Linked DNA regions of Mus musculus: region 1 is linked to region 2. A link is a contact called in public HiChIP or PLAC-seq data. All regions are on one chromosome and are shown on one strand. The core of a region is the stretch at or near the end of the contact, and the rest is flanking DNA. Distances in the headings are between cores, read along the strand shown.

Evidence for each region. HiChIP or PLAC-seq counts read pairs in DNA pulled down with a chosen protein or histone mark.
Region 1: an HNF4G HiChIP or PLAC-seq map of pancreatic cancer cells shows a contact between it and region 2. The contact joins two enhancer-like sites. A contact is called at or near these places in 2 of 484 Hi-C or Micro-C datasets (group 2 innate lymphoid cells and nephron progenitors), 5 of 115 datasets of contacts at active chromatin or transcription factors (bone marrow-derived dendritic cells, embryonic stem cells and pancreatic cancer cells) and 2 of 9 other capture datasets (adipose tissue and liver).

What each region holds. Positions count from the first base shown.
Region 1 is chr13:9,164,386-9,169,464 of GRCm38.p6, reverse strand. It overlaps Larp4b (La ribonucleoprotein domain family, member 4B), which reads right to left. Exons shown (of 18, transcript NM_172585.3): 14 at 4,745-4,790; 15 at 2,984-3,148; 16 at 663-787; 17 at 459-567. Among named protein-coding and RNA genes, the nearest start is that of Larp4b, 73 kb to the right of the region's middle. Within about 2 kb of position 1,839, at least 12 of the 459 cell types and tissues checked have an H3K27ac peak or open chromatin away from gene starts, as enhancers often do. A contact at or near this core is called in pancreatic cancer cells, where this site is marked.
Region 2 is chr13:9,013,695-9,018,785 of GRCm38.p6, reverse strand. The region is part of intron 2 of Gm36264 (a long non-coding RNA gene); the gene reads left to right. Among named protein-coding and RNA genes, the nearest start is that of Gtpbp4, 20 kb to the right of the region's middle. Within about 2 kb of position 1,440, at least 51 of the 459 cell types and tissues checked have an H3K27ac peak or open chromatin away from gene starts, as enhancers often do. A contact at or near this core is called in pancreatic cancer cells, where this site is marked.

The DNA of each region.
Region 1 (5,079 bases), core at 590-3,089, 150 kb before region 2:
TTCCCTCCCTCAAAGGATGAAGAAGCCGTGAACCACCCATGCCCCTCCTCTAGACCCCCCACCCCACAATCTGTCTAAGCCTTTGAAGCAGACAAACTTTTGTTGTTGCTGTGTTTTTCTCCGTGTAGCCCTCCCTGGCTGTCCTGAAATCTGTTCTGTAGACCAGGCTGACCTTAAACTCAGAAATCCACCTGCATCTGCCTCTAGAGTATCTAGATTAAAGGTATACGTGTACCACCACTACCCAGCTAATCATTTCATATGTACAACACACACACTAAATACAGAGGTCACCAAACTCCATACAGGACAGAGTTGGGACCTTGTTACTATCTGAAATAGAAGACCTCAGTGAACTCATACAGAGAAATGAAGGCACACACTACTGAAAGCCCATCGTCAGAGTCAGGACACACACGGGATGCCTGAGTGCTGTGGAGGGCAGGCAAGGCACTTACTGTTGCTGCTCCATTCACCTGCACGGATTTACATGCAGTTGTAGTAGGGGTAGAAGGGAGTCTGTCCACACTCTGAGTTTCCCTCTGCTTTTCTGCCACCTTGGGATCCCTGTGAAAATGCCATCTGGTTTAAGAACCACACTTAATATTACAGAGCACTTAAACTTGTACCTGGCAGAGGGCTGGCAGAATACTGATACTCACTCAGGTAAATGGACCGGGGAAGGGGAACGTTCAAATGCTGCCGACACAGCACAGGGCGCTGGCACGGAGGGCTCTCTGGGTCCCACTACAGGAACAGTGTTTGTGCTTGCATCTGTACTGAGGTTCTGAAAACCGTTAAAGTAGTATTTAGCAATTGTCATATCTTTGCCCAAGAAGTTAAGGGTCCAACCACGGCAATCTCTAACCCATCTTTGGAGACTGCTTCCTAACCCCTACGATTGATGCCGACTGGTGTATCCATACTCCAAGCAAACAAAACAATGGCATGTTACCAACAACTGTCAAGTCACAGCAGAGACACAGGAGAAGCCTCCAGCAAACATAATGACATTTTGAGTCTGTCATTGGCTGCACAGCACTCAGCCTTTTTGCTCCCAGCAGATGCATTATAATTACCCGTAAGTTTGTCTTTTCAAGTGAAGAGCTTCCAAACACACCTTACTCATCTGACATATCAGGGATCTGACATATCAGCTGGGGTGGAATTACCAAGTTACACTATGATTCACACTTGTAACTAATACAAAACAAAGACTGACATATCCATGCTTACATAAATCTGAGTGCCCAGTGGTGGGAGGTAGATACCCACAGGAGCTCTCATGAGAATCCACAAACCACCCTTAGAAGCAGGTGTACAAAAGTGCTTTATCCAATTTAATAGGCAAGGTCACTAAGGTAAGACCTGAGTGAATCAGACATTACCCCATCAACGAGTTGCTTAGTGGAGCCGTGATTCATACAAGTGTACACATGGTGTGTCATTAACCCAGCATGTGATTTTAGGGCAAGTTAAGTAATTGGCTACAAGTTTAAATACAAAAAGACAAAATTTACTAACTGCTTTTCTCTTCAAAGAAGGTGTAAGTTCAAAGGTTAAAAAAAAAGTTGCTGGAATAGAGTAGCTGGAACTTCAGCTTTGGGAGAACGGAACAATTTATACTTTTGCCGGGGAGGGGGCTGAGGGGGGGGGGGGAGTATGGGAGGGGGACAGAGGTTCTGCTGGATTGAGAACAAGTGAAAGAAACCTAACACAAGGAAGCTAATGGCTTTCTATTTGTAAAAGCATGCTCAGATTCATCGTGTGTTAAACACTGACTAACACAGATACATATGGCACTTTGCAAAGAGTCATAAATCCAGGTCAAGCACGGAGGGGCTAGGTGGCCTATTGTCCCAAGTCCTCTGCAGTTTCTGCAGACATATCACCACTGGCAGCAGTGAAGACTGTGTAACTTGGCCACAGAGTCAAGAACAGCCTTTCAGAAAGCAATAATTGTTTCTTTAAACAGGGCTTTCCACAGAAACTGAAGTACATTCCGAGCAGCAGCTGTCTTTGGAGCTAGGAGGCCTACTATTACTCTCTTATTTATTACTAAGGGAGGAGGACATGCTTGAAAACAAGACTCCATGACTGCTGAAATGATCATTTTCTGTTTTATAAGCCAACTGGAAATTATTAGGTGAATGTTAAGACTTACACTGTCCAAGACATCTCAACTCTAACATGTAACCCTTACTAGAAAAGTTAGGATCTTGGGAAACTCAGTGTCCATGCTAAAAACAGTGGCAATTACTATCCCAATCTGAGATTCAACTTTTACCTGACCTTAATCTCAAGTTACTATAGCAAAGTCATCTGGCCTAGTAACTATGGCAGCCGCTACTGTGGCTCTAAACTCTGTAGTAGAGTGGTGTCCCGCCCTCTAATGAAAAGACACATGTGCTATCTGATGTACAGCCATAGTTTACCATGCAGCAGGAGGGATGTATTCTACAGCCCCCCACTGTGTGTACCCCTAGCACTTAGCCATACCTTAGTAATTGGGCAGAAAGTAATTTCTCTACATGTCCCACAGTCTTCAAACACTGACCCTGGCAGAGGGACAAATCCCATTTCCAGCCTGCTAGCTAAGTGTCCTTCAAAGGCAGGCCTGGAAAGGGATCTCCTGAGATGAGGACTGTAGTGAAAGACCACGATGCAGCCCAGAGTTTACCTGAAGCCACTACACTACAGCAGAGCGAGCCTAAGCTTCTTCCTACGTGCACTACGTAGATTACCACAAGTCTTATTTCTGCTCTAATTCAGACTTATGGGTCTAGGCATCTGTACAGCACAGGCTTCAACGGCAACCCCAGCAGATGGCAAGGAAAGGCTGGCTTGAGCTGGCTCCAAGGATAAACAGCTATCACCCCAACCTCACCCCCCCCCCACTTTCTAATGTGTGCAAAAGACCTGGGTCAAGTCCTGGTACAAATCAGTGCCTAGAAAACATCAGCAACTGTAACACATAGCTTACTCTTTCTTTTGAAGATCCTATGATCAAGCTGGAAAGCCTGTTTTCAAACAAGTCCTCTGTCTTCAAATTGCCTGCAGCTCCAGGTAATGGGGGGAAGTTGGACAGTCCCAGTTCGAAGCTCGGTGATGGAGGCTTTGGTGGTGTTGGAGACTGCGTCTGACTGCTCTGCAACACAGCAGCACCCCGTAAGGTCACACAAGTGTGAAGTGACAAGGGTAGAAAGCAAGTCAAAGAATCTTCCAACTTTCACACCCGCCCCAAAATTTATAAATGTTGCACAAATAATTCCTAGGGTCCAACTAACTTGAAACTTAGGCCACCATGATAAACTGTAAGCAGAGTCTAGAAAACAATAACGTCAGAGTTCAAATGTAAACAGTAGGCCAGTGTGAGGGTACAGTGGCCAAAAGTCTGCTGCTAAGCCTGAGGACCTAAACTTAACCCCTGGGAACCACACAGTACAAAGAAAAAAAGAAACTACTCATACAAGTTGTCCTTTGACCTTCATATATGGGCCAAACATGTGAGCTGTGCATATTCACACGTGCAAACACACACACACACACACACACACACACACACACACACACACACACACACACTTACAAAATTCCAAAGATAAGCAGGTTACAAGATGTAATACATCTAAGGTGACAAACCAAACAGAGGCTGTACTGATAACCTTTCAGCTCAAGTTCACCCAGCTATGAGCCCTTACAACCACTCTCTTGGTAGCCTTCTTGGTGATCAGATCAAATGTGATCTCACAGAGCTTGTTGAAAAGTAACCCATACCTCAGTGGCTCCAATATGTCAATAAGAGAGAAGCCAGAAAGTGCTTCCTGCTGAGGAAAGGATGATAGTTCTCTACTAATGGGAAGAAAGACATCCACACCCCTAGGTTGCTAAGATCTATGGTACAAACGAAGCCTCTGCTCACAGTGCTGCAGAGGGAAGACAGGCTCATGCTAGCTTGGCTACTGCATCTAACATCCAAACAAACTTGATGTTTCCTATTAGCCAAGGTTTCAGCATGCACTCTCCAGTCTTAGATGCTTCCCAGTGGTTGGGAGGAGAGCTCTTGCTTAAAATCCCACTATAGTTACCCACTGAGGACCTTTTCTGAACAACATATAGACCAAACCATTCATAAAAGTGAACTCGTACCTGAGTTGTTCACAGCACCTTTGTTTACATATTAAAGAAGCACACCATAAACCAGTCATCAGTATTCCTAAAAACTCCACAATCCTTTCTTAATTAGGCCAAACATGTCAGTTACAGTTTAATGATATCACTTTTTAAGTTCTTTGCTCTGTTCCTCCTCATATCTCAGTCTTAATCCACTTAATTAGTGCTCATGTTTGCTATCTTATATTTAAATGTCTTAGAAAGATATCCCTTTGGGGATAAGAGATGGTTCTGTAAGTAAGATTGCTTGCTCTGCAAACATGAGGACCTGAGTTTAAATCCCTGGAACTCATGTAAAAAGATAAATGTAGCTGGATGTCTGGAGCCCTAGCATTGACGGGATAATCAAAGGAGCTCACTGGCAACCAACCTACCTGAAACAGGGGGCTTCCAGTTCAATAAGAGACTATCTAAAAACAATAAGGTTGAGAGTGATAGATACCTGAAGTCTCCTTTTGGCTCTTATGTATTCCAGTGGATGGGTTCATACATTAGTGAGCTTGTGTGTGTGAGTACACACACACACATATACACACACACACACACACACACACACTCTATATATACTTACTGTAAACTTCTCTTCTCTTTTCTTCCGATAGCCAAAGGAATTTTTCCTAGAAGAAAGCAAAAGACCATTATTTTTCCCCTCACTTGAAAAATTTGCAAAGCTTATGTTTGGTTCATGTATACAAAGCAGCATGCACCAACTCAACCAGTCTTTAATATGTTTAATCTTTCATGAATAAATTCGGATTCTAAAAGTCAGCTTTTAAAAGCACAGTGAGAGGCGAGGCATTGCAGCACACGCCTGCAGGTCTAGTACTGGGGTGGCCGAGGCAGGAGGCTGGCAAGCTTATGGTCAGCCTGTATCATATAACAAAATGGTCTTATGGTCTTAAATAA
Region 2 (5,091 bases), core at 191-2,690:
TTTTAAGAGCTTGCTTTAGAGAAATCCTAAAGAAACTCAAATGGGAAAAGGTGGGATTTCTTCTTATAAAAAGGAGTTAAGTACTTTGCAGTACTTACTGGAAGGAAAAAAGGCTGCTTCAAAGCTGTGTTAATACAGCCTGCAGCTGAAATGTATCGTAAACCACTGCACAGAGATTCCTCTCCACAGTACAGTAAGAGCCATAGAGACAGCTCCTGATTCAGGAAAAGAAAAGATGACATTTGGTGTTGGCCTGGAAAATCATGATAATGAGGGAGCAGAAATGAACTGTGATTTGATGCTTATGGAATAATTTTTGTGCACCAAATTTTTTATTTATTATTGTAATATCAACAACAGTAACACAAGTATAAAGTAAGGAAGGCAATCTAAATATGAGAAAAGTTCAGAGGGAGTAAGTTACACAACAGCCTGGTTGCCACAAATAGTGGGTAGATGACCACAGGCGTAAGTCACTGTCCAAGCTGCCACATATGGCTTAAGAGCTGTGTGCACTCAGAAGAAGTGGTTTTATTTATTTGCTTGTTATCCACAACCCCCACTAAGAAGATTGGAAAGATGTGTAGGAATAAGCCCGTATTCTTGTCAAATACAGTCTATGGCTAAAGGTATTTTCTCAAAGGGGTCAGTGGTTCTGAAGATGGTAACACCCAGGGGCTTGGAAGATGGCTCAGTGGACAGTAACTCTTACTGCACAAGCATGAGGTCCTGAGTTCAGATCTTCAGAACCCATGCAAAAAGTAAGATCTGGCTATGCATACCTACATGCATAGTGCAGGGCGGGACACTGAGTCAAGACAATCACTGGGGCTTACTGGCCAGTCAGTCTACTTGAAATGGTAAGCTCTGGGATTCAGAGAGCCTGAGCTCAAGAGAATGAAGAAGACACCAATGTGTCCTTGAGCTTCTGTACTTGTACACAAGTGTGCAAACCTGAGCGCACACATACTCGAAGAAGGGAGGGCAGAGAGAGACAGAGACAAAGATGACACTGGGGGGGGCGGGAAGGGGTAGGATTTAAAAGTCAAAGAGAGACAACTTCAACTAGTCATGGTACTAGTTACTAGATTGAGAAAGGGATACTTAGCAATTTCAAAGCAATCACAAAAGACCCGGCTGTTGAGAATACTGAACATTCTTGAGTCTACAATGCGTTTCAATAAATACCTTTAAGTGTCAAAAGGCAGAGAAAAGTGTCTGGAAAAAAACAAAGACACAGCCCCTGCTAGTCTTTTTCCCCCCTCCCTCCATGGTCACGAGCAATGTCCTTGGCATTAGAACATTTGCCTCTCCATGTTTTGTTTGGAGCCACTTCTCTGCTCTAGAGAACATTTTCTGTAGAGGCTGTCAAGCGGGCCACTGAGAGCGGCTCTGGCACTTTGCTGTGAGAGCTGGCGGTTACCACCCGCTGTGGTGCTCTTGTTACACAACTAGGTTGTCTGTCGCAGCGGGAGCTCCAGGGTGGACGTCAAAGGGCAAATGCCTGCTTGATTGGTCATTCATTTACTCTACTGAGGGTTTCTCCCTTTCTCACAGATGAGGGGAGGAAGGCCCAGACTTCAGAAGCTCCTGGGTTTCAGTGTCTGTATATGTATTTATTTATATATCTATACCTGTATGACATAAAACCAGAAAGAAGGTAGGAAGGGGATCAGCAGGAGGGGCAAAGAGTGAGAGAAATGGGGAGTGGGCTACAAATATGAGCCAAGGTACAGTAATATACGTGTAGGCAACACCTTAATCAAAAATATTATTTTAAAAACGGGGACTAGGGAGAAAACTCACTTAGTTGAGATTGTTCCCCATCATCCATTGTGTGGTGGTAATCTCAACGCTTGGAACATGGACACAGGCTCTGGCCAGCCAGCCTATTTGCTAGGACAATGAGAGATCTTATCTCAGAGAGGGAAGGAGGGAGAGAGAGAGAGAGAGAGAGAGAGAGAGAGAGAGAGAGAGAGAGAGTTAGTTGTGGTGCATGCCTTTAATTCCAGCACCAGGGAAACAGAGGCATGTGGATCTCTGTGAGTTTGAAGCCAGTGTACAGAGCAAGTTCCAGGACATTCAGGGCGACCCAGCTACACAGAGAAACCCTGTCTCAAAAAGCAAGAAAGCAAACAAACAATTAAAAAATAAAAAGGAGGAGAAAGGGACTGGAGAGATGGCTCAGCAGTTAAGAGCACTGGGTGCTCTTCCAGAGGTCCTGAGTTCAATTCCCAGCAACCACACAGTGGCTCACAACCATCTTTAATGAGATCTGGTGCCCTCTTCAGGCCTGCAAGTATAAATGCAGGCAGGATGCTGTATACATGATAACTAAATAAATAAGGAAAATACCCCGCCCAAGAAAAAACCCAGGGGCCAGCACCTGAGGAAAGATATCTCAGTTGTCCTCCGATGTCTGCATCCATATACAAAAGTGTACACATACAGAGGGTATTGAGGGAGAACTGCTGATAGCGTTGAATGAGACAACTGCCTACAGCAGTTCCAACCTGGAAATAAATAGTACTCAGCCTCACACAAACAGGCAAATATTCTACCACTGAACTATATCCCAAGATCTATCTTTACTTTTAGCTTTGAGATGGGATCTTCTAAATTTGCCCGACCTAGCTTTGAACTCATTCTGAAGCCACAAAAGCATTGAACTTGCCATTTTCTTGCCTCAGCCTCCCAAACAGGTAAGTATATCAGCTATGCTTTAAAAAGAACAGACCCAGTGTTCGGGAGGGTGGGGCTGTAATGCACACAGTAACTGGAGACCTCAGCAGACTTCATGGATACAAGGCATATTCAGTTAGGAAACATATAATACACTCCTTGTTCTGTGTAAGTCAGGCTTCACTGCTCCATCTCAGAACCTGCCTCACTTTTAACCCAACCCCCCATGTTCTATTCATAGAAATATTTTTTTCATTAGTTTAGCTTTCATCCTAGTGGTATTGCTATTTGCATATATATGTTCAGAGCTTTTAGGAATCATGTGGCTCTTAGGACATACAAATAACACAGATCTTCCATTGTCTCAAGGAAGAAGTTATACTGTGGGACTTAGAAAAATACAATCATCTGTGCCAGGAAGATGGCTCAGTAGATAAAGCAAAATGCAAGTGGGAAGACCTGCATTTGGATCTCTAGAACCCATGCAGATGCTGGATCAGCGGGAGTGCCTGCCTGTAATTTCAGTGCTCAAGGCAGACAAAGAGTCCCCAGAACAAGCTGGCTACCTTGATGAAATATATAGGTGAACTCTGGTTTCATCCGATAGATGCTACCTCGGTGAATAAGGTAGGAGACTGAGGAGGACTCTTGACAATATCCTTGGACCTCCACATGAATCCATAGAGCACACACATATGTCTATATACATTTAAGCATGTGAATGTATACAAAGAGGGGCAAGAAATAAAACAAGGGCTGGAGAGATGGCTCATTGATTAGGAGCCATGCTGATCACCCAGAGTACCCATTTGATTGCCAGTACCCACATGGTGGCTCACAACTGTCTGTGACTCCAGTCCCAGGGGATCTATCTGATGCTCTCTTTTGGTCTCTTGTGGGCACTGAATGAACATGGTTCACAGAATACATGTCAGTCAAGCATATATATATATATATATATATATATATATATATATATATATCCTAGATTTGTATTCTCTTATTCATGTTGGGGTAAAATGGAATAATTTCAGTCCCCCTAAATTTAATCTATACCTTAAGTTAGATCTAGTTCAACTTCAGCAAAGGTGAATTTTCCAGTCTTTGGGTAAATGGGATAAACCTAGTAGCCATTGGTACTATCATGGCCTCCAAAACCCCAAAAGGTAAAACATAAATATCAAACAAATTTAACATCTCAAATATCTAATGCCTTTATTTGAGAGATGTGGTGGGGGTAGTGGGGTTAAGATTTCAGAGACTCTGGGAAATGAAAGTGTTTCACCTGGCTAGTCAAACAGAACACCTTTCTATAAAGGTCTACAAGAGCTGGTGTGTAACAGCAAACATGGACATTCTTTCACCAAACAAAGCAGCAGAAGTAAACAAGAGGAGCCGCCTGGTCAAGGTCCCATGAGGGGTGACTCAGCACAACTCACACTTGAAGCACAGCCCTTGCAGTGAAATCCAACACTAGAAGTGTATTGCTCATTGCTGCTTCCTGTTGACAGATTGTATGGAGCTCCTGAAACAAACCCTCCTGGGAATAACGACTTCCAATGCACGGTCTTGGGAAAGAGCAGGCAGGAGACTCCCCTGCAGAGAGGCTTCAGTAGGAGAGGGAGTTCTGAAGCCAGACTAGTTGGCCTTCAAGTCCACAAAGGACTGGCATTAGGAGAGAGAACCACTGTTATAGCAAGACAGAAGTCCTGAAGGGAGAGCACGACTTATGGTTCCTGAAATATAGACCAGCTATAGTCAAACACGATGGAACCTTAAGAGTAAGAGAGAGAAACTTTCTTTCAGACCTGAAGAACAAAGGGAGGTTCTCACTCTTAGGTTTTCAGGGCTAGAGGGGAGGGTAAAGCTGGACTGGCCTAAATGCCAACGAGGAGAGAGCTAGGTGCTAGATAACACCTAAACATTTACCTTGTAGCTGCTAGGAAGGGGGACTGCAAAGCCACTAAACAACATGTTTTCCTACCAACTATCTGCTCCAGAGAAAGAGCTGCAGGGGATGTGGCCTGATATTTGGATAGGAGTTGGGGTAGGGTGGGTGAGACGACATGGACAGTCTAACACTGGGGAGCATCATTGTAGAAAAGTGGATCTGGGTTTTCCGCCTCATTGCTGAGTTCTGTGACCTCAGCTCCTTACCAGCTGTGTACCGTTAAATAGGTTACTTAACACTCGGTTCATTTCTCTGAGCATCACTTTCTTATCTATAGATTAAGAATACATAGTATCTCTTGAAGGATTGAGCTACAGTGTACTCATGCTGATATGTACCTGAAGGCCTAATGTGCCAGATGTGAGAATTAATGCACATAAAATGCTTGGAACCCTACTAGGCATGCAGCCTACTCTCAACAAGTGTTAGCTATTATTGTTGCTGTTGTTATGCAAATA